Linked DNA regions of Mus musculus: region 1 is linked to region 2. The links are chromatin contacts, called in public HiChIP or PLAC-seq maps. All regions are on one chromosome and are shown on one strand. The core of a region is the stretch at or near the end of the contact, and the rest is flanking DNA. Distances in the headings are between cores, read along the strand shown.

Evidence for each region. HiChIP or PLAC-seq counts read pairs in DNA pulled down with a chosen protein or histone mark.
Region 1: a FOXA1 HiChIP or PLAC-seq map of pancreatic cancer cells shows a contact between it and region 2. The contact joins the enhancer-like site here to the promoter of Tmem168 in region 2. A contact is called at or near these places in 2 of 39 promoter capture datasets (the C10 cell line and cranial neural crest) and 5 of 115 datasets of contacts at active chromatin or transcription factors (bone marrow-derived dendritic cells, bone marrow-derived macrophages, embryonic stem cells and 2 more).

Annotation. Positions count from the first base shown.
Region 1 is chr6:14,041,592-14,046,873 of GRCm38.p6, forward strand. Gm38767 (a long non-coding RNA gene) reads left to right here. Exons shown (of 4, transcript XR_868803.3): 4 at 2,603-5,282. Among named protein-coding and RNA genes, the nearest start is that of Gm38767, 26 kb to the left of the region's middle. Within about 2 kb of position 3,265, at least 25 of the 459 cell types and tissues checked have an H3K27ac peak or open chromatin away from gene starts, as enhancers often do. A contact at or near this core is called in pancreatic cancer cells, where this site is marked.
Region 2 is chr6:13,605,375-13,610,268 of GRCm38.p6, forward strand. Tmem168 (transmembrane protein 168) reads right to left here and starts at 2,724. Exons shown (of 5, transcript NM_028990.5): 1 at 2,456-2,724.

The sequences.
Region 1 (5,282 bases), core at 2,015-4,514, 440 kb after region 2:
TTGAAGGAGAAATTGAAATACATCACGAGGATGATACAAAGTTATTTGGTAATTAAAAGAGATAAAAATTGGTTAAGAAAATCTTGGATGAACCATTCTGACTTTAAAAGTTTTAATAAAAGTTTTAAAGATTAAATTCTGAAAGGAATAAGAAAGGTACAAAGTTAAATTTTTGATAAACAAAACATTCAGTCTAATGTTGAGACATGCTTAAAGAGTAGGAGTATTACTAGTCAGCCAAAAATTACATTAATAGAGAATATTCAATTTCAAGATATACCCTATGCTGGTATTAAAAGATGGACATTATAAATGCTGTGGGTTTGAGTGTTTATTAAAAATTTCTAGGCTAATATTCTTCAAAATATGTTGCCTTCTTGTCTGCTGTCTGTATGCCTGTCTGTCTGTTTGACTGTCTGTCATCTTTATTTTTGCAATCCCAAATACTCTGGGGGCTGAGGCAAGAGTATAACAAATTTAGACCCACTGTGGGTGACAGTAACCAAATGAGATTTTCTTTCAGTGTAAAATGTTAAAATATATTAAGTGATGTAGTTCAGTTATAGACCACTTACGTAGCATGTAGAAAGCACAAGATTCACATTTCAATTTGGGAATGGGGAAGGAAAGGAAAAGAATGATGGAGAGAGAGAGAGAGAGAGAGAGAGAGAGAGAGAGAGAACACCCCTTTAATGTGGAAAGATTGCTATTTGTGTAAAAGATGAATTTTTATGTAAAGAAAGAAATTACTATTTAAAAATTGGACACGTGGGACCTGAAACTTTGTTTGAAATGCCCAATTTTCAAATAAAACTGACAAGATCTGAAATAAAAGGTCAGGAAGCCACATATTGAGTCTAACATCAATCAACTGAAATTAATTCTAAGTCAACCTAGATGTACTATAGGAAGTACTTCAAGGGAGCTATTGCAAACCAAGTTTTAAAATATATTTAAAGACTTCATGGAAAGTATGACACTGATTTTAAAAAAGCAGAGACTTTTAACAAAGATATAATATGAAACAATTGTAAATTTTAGTGCCAAATCATGAAGAGTTATGATGGCAAATGATAGAAATCACAATCTGAAAGGTCTATAGAAATCATCCAATTTCAAGAGGACAGACAAAAGAAGTGTGAAGAAACAGAAGCAGTATGGATTCAAAGTCATGCTATGAAAATATTACATACACATCAATTATATAATTAATTGGACTCCAAGAAACAGGGGGAACATGGCTCAAAAGTCTTGAATCATTATAAAGACTAGATAGATTCATGAAACTTACAAATGCCAAAGGGAGTGTGAATGACCACACCCAACACAAGAAAAGTATTTGAAAATTCCAGTACCTTTGAGGGAAGACCTAGATACACTTTGTCTTAGTCAGGGTTTCTATTCCTGAACAAACATCATGAACAAGAAGCAAGTTGGAGAGGAAAGGGTTTATTCTGCTTACACTTCCAAACTGCTGTTCATCTCCAAAGGAGGTCAGGACTGGAACTCAAGCAGGTCAGGTAGCAGGAGCTGATGCAGAGGCCAGGGAGGGATGTTCCTTACTGGCTTGCTTCCCCTGGCTTGTTCAGCCTGCTCTCTTATAGAATCCAAGACTACCAGCCCAGAGATGGCACCACCTACAATGGGCCCTTCCCCCTTGATCACCAACTGAGAAAATGCACCACAGCTGGATCTCATGGAGTCACTTCCCCAATTGAAGCTCCTTTCTCTGTGATTAACTCTAGTCTGTGTCAAGTTGACACACAAAACCAGCCAGCACATACTTGTTCTGAAGTACACACCATAAATTTTGTAGACAATGGTTATAGTTGGTTTTGAACAGTAATTTCCACATTAAAATATTTCTTGGCAGCTATACAATCAGTTGACTATTCAGTGAAAGTTTTAAGAATTAGTTGCAGACAGGTACCAGCAATGCTGTTTCCATTTTAATTTGATTGTGCTGTTTATGACTATCTAAGCAAACATTAGACCAAAATTATCTTCTGCTTAACCTTGCTTTTGGAAACTTGTTCCATCATAATATATTACAGTCTATTCCAGGAGACAGTAAGTTTCAAGAGGGAATTCTTCAGTGTAAATAAAAGTAAAAGACAAGAAAAAAAAATATGTGAATTGAGATAAAGAAGATAATCAAGAGATACACTCAGAATGCCCTGAGTTTGGGAGATGCCACATTTTTCATTTTAGAAAAAGTGGGAAGAAATGGAAGGCAGGTTAATTATGTAAACAATCTCTTTTCAATAACTGAGCAATGTCAGTACACGATGCTACTGATGAGCATTGTAAAAAAAATTATACTCCAGTATATGTGAAATTAAAACAGTAAATACTATATAGCTTTATTCTTTCCAATAGTAAAATAACTAGATTAAATATTTTACCATTAAAAATTATTTTTGTGTCATAGTATGGATCATTGAGATTTTCCATTGTTAACCATTCTTATTCCATCCGTTTCTGCTATTGTTTCTATTATTCATTTTCTTGTGCTTAATTCAACTTAATTTGCTGTTTTCTTTCAAGAGGACAATGTAAAATAATTAATTCTTGAACTGTTCTTTTATGTATTCTAATATAGTGTTGAAGAGATGGCTCCGAGGTTAAGAGCACTGACTGTTTTTTCAGAGGTCCTGAGTTCAATCCCCAGCAACTACATATGACTCACAACCATCTGCAATGAGATTGGATACTCTCTTCTGGTATGTCTGAAGACAGCAACAGTGTACTCATATACTTGAATAAATGAATAAAATCTATTAAAAATTCAAATATAAACATTTCCTACTATAAATTGAATGTTATTACTGCTATCACTACATTTAGAGTATTGTTTTACTTTTATTTTCTTGCAAATATTTTCTCTTTGATGAATAGTTAGGAAACATGTCACTAACTCTAAACTTGGGGCTTGGAATTGTTCATATATTCTTCTGTTATTCATTTGTAGTTCCATTTTATTACAGACTAACATAGACTCAACATGCTTTCTTTTCTTTTTTTTTATTTAAACAATTTTAATTAGATATTTTCTTCATTTACAATTCAAATGCTATCCCGAAAGTCCCTTATACCCTCCCTCCTCCCTGCTCCCCAACCCACCTACTCCTGCTTCCTGGCCCTGGCATTCCCTGTATTGGGGCATGGCCTAGAACAGTGGTTCTCGACTTGTGGGTCACAACCCTATTGAGAGTAGCATATCAAATATCATGCCTATCAAATATTTACATTATGACTCAGTCATTACAGTAGTAAGGAAAGAATTTTATGGTTGACATAACCACAACATGAGGAAGTGTATTAAGGTGACTCAGCATTAAGAAACTTGAGAACCACTGGCTTAGAGGATAATCTATGTCGGTGAACATCCCATTGTGTTTTTAATAATGTCAGTTTTCTTTGATTAGGAAGTGCTAAATATTTGGATGTTGCACTAATGAACAGTGTTCTTCGGTCTTCCACACCTTCATGATTTTCTGTTCAAGTTTACTGTGTGATATTGAAGGCATTGAAGTCTTCAGTTACAGTTATTCCTTTATCTCCTTCTCTTTTCATTTCCAATACTGGATTAATAGTGACACATTTAAAACTAATTTTAGTAAGTACTCTAGAACTTTCAATGTGCATATGCAATATGACAGTCAGTCTTAGAATATTATTATACCATCTATGTATATATATAACTTAAGCAGCATTCAATGCTGAGTTACAATGTTCTTTCTTAATTTTGTGCTTTGTTTTATTTTGCTTCTGCATATTTCACATACATTATTGTGTTACTATTTTTGTGTTAGACATTTAAGTGTTTCTAAAGTGGCTGAAAATAATGTGTTACATGATAACACATTTTTTTTTAAATCTGGTTCTGTCTGTCTGGAATTCAGATTCAATAAACTTACCTTTTTAAGTCTCACTATCATGGGCATGAGGAGGAGGCACCTGGGAGTGTACATGGGTATGCATGTGTGTAGGAGGGGTGCTTAGAGGTGTGTGCATATATATATGTATATATATGACATATATAGATATGAAATATCTTTTTCAGTAATTTTCAATCTCAATTTTTAGTTTTATTTACTTCTGTGGTGTGTGTGTGTGTGTGTGTGTGTGTTTGTGTTAATATGTACTAGTTCCATGTGGTACATGTGAATCACAGAAGAATGTGCCAGATAACTATAGTTACAGGTGGTTGTGAGATGCTGTGTGGTTGCTGGAAAATAAAACTGGGTCCTCAGTAAGTTTCTTCAGACCCTTCTTGCTGTGTTTGAAGCAGAACCTTTCCTTTTAATGATTGGACCATAGCAATTTGGTAAGATCAATTTTCCATGGACCCAAGGGATCTTGCTCTTACCTGGTACCAGAAATCTGGATTCGTATCCTCACGCCTAGGTGACAAGTACAACTACAATAAATATTTAACCCTTCACTGATTTGAGCGAGGCATGTACAGTTTCATCTTAGAAATTTCATAATCTCCAGTTCTTGAGGTCTCTATTTGTGTTGTTGTTGTCGTCTATTTTCTCTCTTCTTATTTAGTTGAGAAAATTAATTTGCTTTAGCTCCAAGTTTATTGATTCTTTCCTTACTATATACTTTGGGAGAAAGCACCACAAAGGGATTTTAAAATCTTTATTTCCATGGGTTTTATGCATTTTTTAGTATTTTCCATTAATGCTAACTGTTGTAGTGAAATACTTTTTATATTCCTACATGCTTTCTAATGTTTCCATTATATATTTATATATATATGTTAGAGTTATCAAAAAGCCATCTTTGGATGGCTAAGGGTCAGAGTCAACTCTAAGTCTGGTCCTTTAGTTGCTTTGTCTTGTGACTGCATGCCATTGTTTTTATTTATCATGACTTTCATTAAACATTGACATAACAATAGGAATGCGGATGTGGTGTTTATATTGATCAATGATATCACGGGGTTTAGAATTACCTTTGGCACAAATCTCTGGCCATGTCTGTGAGGGAGTTTTTGACCTGGGCAACTTGAGTGAGAAGTTATACCTACAAACGGTGGCATCCTTCTATAAGCAAGAGTGGCAGAATGCATCAAAAGAGAAAGGTAGCCCAGCACCACTTCCCTTCCAGCTCGGAATATCGTCTCCCACATCCTGACTGTGCACAGAATGTGGCCACCTGCCAGATACAGATGTGATCATGTCTTCCCTTTTCTAAAGTACTTCCCCTTGACTTACACCCTAAATAAACTCAACGTTCTTAAGTTACTTCTCTTCAGGCATCTTCTTACT
Region 2 (4,894 bases), core at 1,474-3,973:
AAAATTCACTGCACACTCAGGAAACACCCTCTTGACACTCACATTTCACTGTATTTTAGCCACATGACTGCTTCCTATAAGGTCATAAAAAAGAAACTTCCTTAGGTTCCCAATAGCACAAATCCACCTTTCTCTGCATCTCTGCATGTCAGCCAGAGTCCCCTTCCCTGTATAAATCCTTCCTGTTCCAGAACGCCATTCTCTCTCCAAACTCTCTTTTCTCCTTTATTCACTAGTACTTAAGCTTTATTCACTAGTACTTAAGTGCTTATTCACTTACTAGGTCGGCTTTTAAAACTACCAATGGGTAAAGAAACAACAGAAAAAAATCTTTGTTCTCCCCATCTTGTCTACCACATTCAGTTTCCTCCCTCCTCACAGCTAATGTTTGATCAAGTTCTCATACACTCACTTCAAAATGCTGAAAGGTGTGATTCCCTCAGTGCAACTGCTCTGGCAACTTCTAGAATGATCCGCAAGTTCCTGAACATGATGGAATCCTTACAGGAGTCTCCACGTTTTCTTTAGAAGCCTTCATACTGATGAGTACTATCGCCTTCTGAAACTTCCCTTGGCTTCTAAAGTCTAGGAATCCATATTTTTTTCACAAGTCAGTGCTTTCTCCATGATTCTCTTGAAAGTTGTTCATTGCTAACCCATGCTTAATCCCAACCCTAGGCTTTGAGCAATCTAAATTGCTTCCATATATTATGTAATTTTGAAAAAGAACTACAGCTGTACCATGAAATATTGTGCAGTCACATTCTTATGAGCCTTAGTTTTAAAGGTTTTTACCCATTCTGACTTTTAAAAATAGCCTTAACTAGAAATGAAAACAAATTTTAAAAGCATTGTGACTGTTTTTACTTGAGCTGCCTTCCCTAATGATTTGATGGAAGACTCCAGAGGCAAATAAAAGCAGAATGGAGTCAATGAGCAAGTCACTGCTAAAGTCCATTAGAAAGATCTCCGGCTGGGGTCATAACTCAGAAAGCATACTTAGCATTGGGGAGGCGCTGGCTTTGACCCCACTATAGTCCTATCTACTCCTTTAACCTTCCCCCACACTTCTTGACCCATGAGTTAATCCTCACACGTTCTTGATTTCTCTTTCCCTAAGCATCTCTTTCACATTTCTACTACTTCTTATCCGCCAAAAAATCACCACCTAAATTTTGGTGACAATGACCTCATTCTTAAACATGTTCCTTTTTTTTTTTTTTCCCTTCCCTATCAACTTCTGCCCTTCTTAAAGTGTGTTTTTAAGACCCGAATTTTATCGTGTTATGCTCCACTATGCAAAATTCTCTATTGGCTTTCCACCCCTCACAGTATTACAGTGTAAACTTTTCAGTGCCTTTATAAAGTGCTACACAGTGGACAGGAATAACTGCCCCATCTGTTACTGCTCTTCCTCTCACTTTTATTCCAACTACACTTCAATTATGAACTACAGAAATGGCGTGCCCTCTCTGGACATATTCCTTTTCCTCCTCCTAGCCCTATCTGCCCTTTATCTGTCAAACCCTTCATTCAGGTGTGGGCTTACAATTCTTTTCGTAGGAGAATCGCCTCTCGGATCACTCTCTCTGAAATGGAAAAGTAAAACTACTCTTTTCTTCACCATTTGTTTAATGTCTGCATTCTTCACAGGTCACAAAGTCTCTGGGGAGATCTGTCTTCCACAATGCACGCTCAGTATCCAGCAGTCTGTAATCAAGTTAACATTCAATTCCGAAGGGGGGGGGGCGGGGAGAGGAGACTGACTAATAATAGAAAAAACTACTTAAGAAATGCAGATAAAATAAACCACTTTCTAATAAGCCACAGCTAGCACTAGTACTTAAGTGAGAGTCCAGGAATCATTGGCTTGTCTGCTCTTGGCTTTACTCCAACCTTCACTTAATTCACCAAATTTCTTCCAAAACAGAAAAGTGCCCTCATGGTGTCCTAAGACAATGGACTTCAAGACACAATGTATCGCTTTCATAATCCTTCAGTGGAAATCTATGTCTGTTCCTCGTAGGGGAAATGTCCAAACCTGAAAGAACAACACTGAGCCGTCAGGAGTTGGAGACCTGCAGCCTAGTTTCTCTGAGTTCCTGCTAATAACTCTTTCGGCCCACCTCTTAACTAGAAGAATGGCAACTCGGACTCTCCTTTTTGAGCAGCTATGGTAACTTCTCTCCCGTTAGGGCTCGATCTAGCGAGAGATGGAGAAGTGGGCTCGGGACCCTGGCTGTTCCGCTACCCCTTAGCTCTGGGACGAGGCGACACCACGCGACTCCCGGGTCAGGGTGAGGCGGGACACCGAGGCACGCCCTCCCTTGGCGGTCGCCAGCCCCCGAGCATCGATCCCACCAGGAGGCCGACGGGGCGGGGCCTGGCCGGCTCAGCCGGACCCTGGGCGGCGCCCCAGCCCTCCGCCGCCCCTCGGCTCCCGGATGCCCCTTACCCGAGTCAGCGGTCGCCAGCGAGCCTCGCTCTTTCCGCTGCGAAGCTCGCAGAGCCAAAGGGCGCGGAGCCTCCGAGCCAGAACGCGGAGGTGATGTGGGGACGTGAGCCCGAGGCCTCCCGCACTAGCACCGCAAGGCCTCGGTAGAAACTTTCGCTAGGACCGACACGGCCGCCATGTTTCCGCCGCTGACTCCCAGCGCTACGGATCGCCGTCAGGGACAAGGCGCGCCGCGCGCTTCCTTCCCTGGCCCGGCCTCCTAGCCGCTCTCCACGCCCAGCGGCGAGCCTGGGGAGGCAGGTGCTCGCTGCGCTGCCCCACCCTGGGCCTGTTTAACTCCCACCCGGGATTAGCAGCAAAAGCAGGGAAGACCACGGATGATCAGGCCCCAAAGCAGCGAGGTCACCGCTTAGAGTTGGACCGAAACTGAGCCAGCTAGAGTGGGATAATTGCAAGTGGACTATAAATCTATGTAGAAGGCGTTGCTGCTCTTTCATATAGGTGGTATAATATATGGCTTTGCATATGCTGACCAAACCTTCAAAACCTGTCTCTCCTTGCCCCAGCCTGCTTTTCTAATTAAGTCCGCCATTAATCCCCAATCCTGAACATCTTTATTCTACAGCCCTAGCTAGCTTTCCTTGGCCCTAAGCGCACCTTCAAACACCACAGATGATTTTAATCTGCATTCTGATGGCACTTAAATTAACATAGTTGTACACACGTGAGCGCCGCATTTCACAGGTGCTGCGGAGCAGCAGTCTCAGGGGTTGAAATTGGTTTCTCCATCTGTGAAATGGTAACAAAACCTTTCTCACAGGACTGTGAATATACAGGGAAACAGTGTGTCCCTCCATGTACAAAATGAATTTAAAAGATATTCAATACCTGTAAGAACACGTTGTTAAGGAGGGCTTTAAGACAGTCTCGTTCGCGTACGGACCGCTATAAATCCATCTTGCAATGGAGAGGAGATAATGGTTCCAGTTCAATAGAGAGCTTGTAAAAGTGGGACTTTAACGATTAGGATGCGGTAGGGATGCTTGAGCAAATGGGGAATCACATTAGCTTTAAGGGGGACAATGACTTGGAAGCATAACAACATTGTTGCTAACACAACAAAGGTACTTGTTACCTTGAAAACAGGAAGATAAGAAAGATAGAAAGCTAAACTGACTTCATGGCGTTCTTAGTTAAAAACTAGATTTTACTAGGGAATGCACAGTTGGGCCTGAAAAACAAGTTCTGAACGAAGCCTGAATAGAATACGGCCAGGCAAAAAGCAAGAAAACCCCTTTCCTTTCCCAAAAAAAAACATTTCCACCAAAAAGTCCCTGCCTGCCTTCTGATTCCATTTCCTGCTGCTTGCAGCCCCTCATATAGGTCAAACCATTTCAAACCCCTAGCCCGCTCATGTGTAAACAAACACTGATAACATCTATCCGACAAAGTTTCTTCTGTGGATTGAGGGAGAATGTGTGTTTTAAAAATGCCTTACAACCTTTAAATGGCTTATCCTTTCAGATAAACCTCCAAATCCTTAAATAGGGCATGTGGGTGTTATCTCAGTGGTAGCATGCTTACCTAGCTTGCATGATGGAGCAAGGGGGGGGGGGGGGGCGGACAGAGGAACATCCTCATATAGAAACAAATTGTGTGTTTTTCACCTCCAGTTTAAACTCCCACACACTCCCCAACTCTGTGCTCCAGCCTGCTTTCATTTCCTCAAATGTAGCCCCTGCCACCCTGTCCAGTTTCTCTTACTATGGCATTAGCTTAAGTTTCTGATAGAAATGTTTTAATGTTTTTAAAACAAAGGGATCAAATATTGCTGGCCCTTGCTAGTTCTCAACACTTAATTTATATTAGTGTTATCTGTGTGTGTGTGTGGTTTTTTTTTTTTTTTTTTTTTTTTTTTTTCCATGTCTCTTAAAGTTACAGTCGCCTTGGAGACGCTTGAGGACACCAGAGCTCTGTTGAGACTCATTAAGGGAAAGATTTTTCCTCCTGGTCTAAAGAATGGAATCTACTTCTGACCCTGGTTGGAGAACTGACATTCCGATCTGCTCCAAAGGTTGTAACATTTCATGCCATTGTCTCCTCCCTTCAGAGTCAGTGGAGCTAGGCCTGCCTATTATCTGGTCAAAGGGCTGTCCCTCAGGAAAGGAATGGGAGGAATAATTATCCTCTTAGTGAGCTTTCCTTCCCAGAAGTCTCACTGCTTACAGAGCCCTGCCATGTGACTTAGCAGCTTTTCTGACTTAGGAGTTTTTCTCTTTCTTCTTTTACTTTCATATACGGCCAAGAGCCTAAGCATGTTTTCTCTCACAGTTGGGGTTTTTTGCTGTTTCTCTGAAACAATCCGGCCTTTCTTCCACTTAGCTGACCTCCATTCCTGAATATGCCCTCTGAACTTTTAAGTAGCACAGCTTTCTCTGT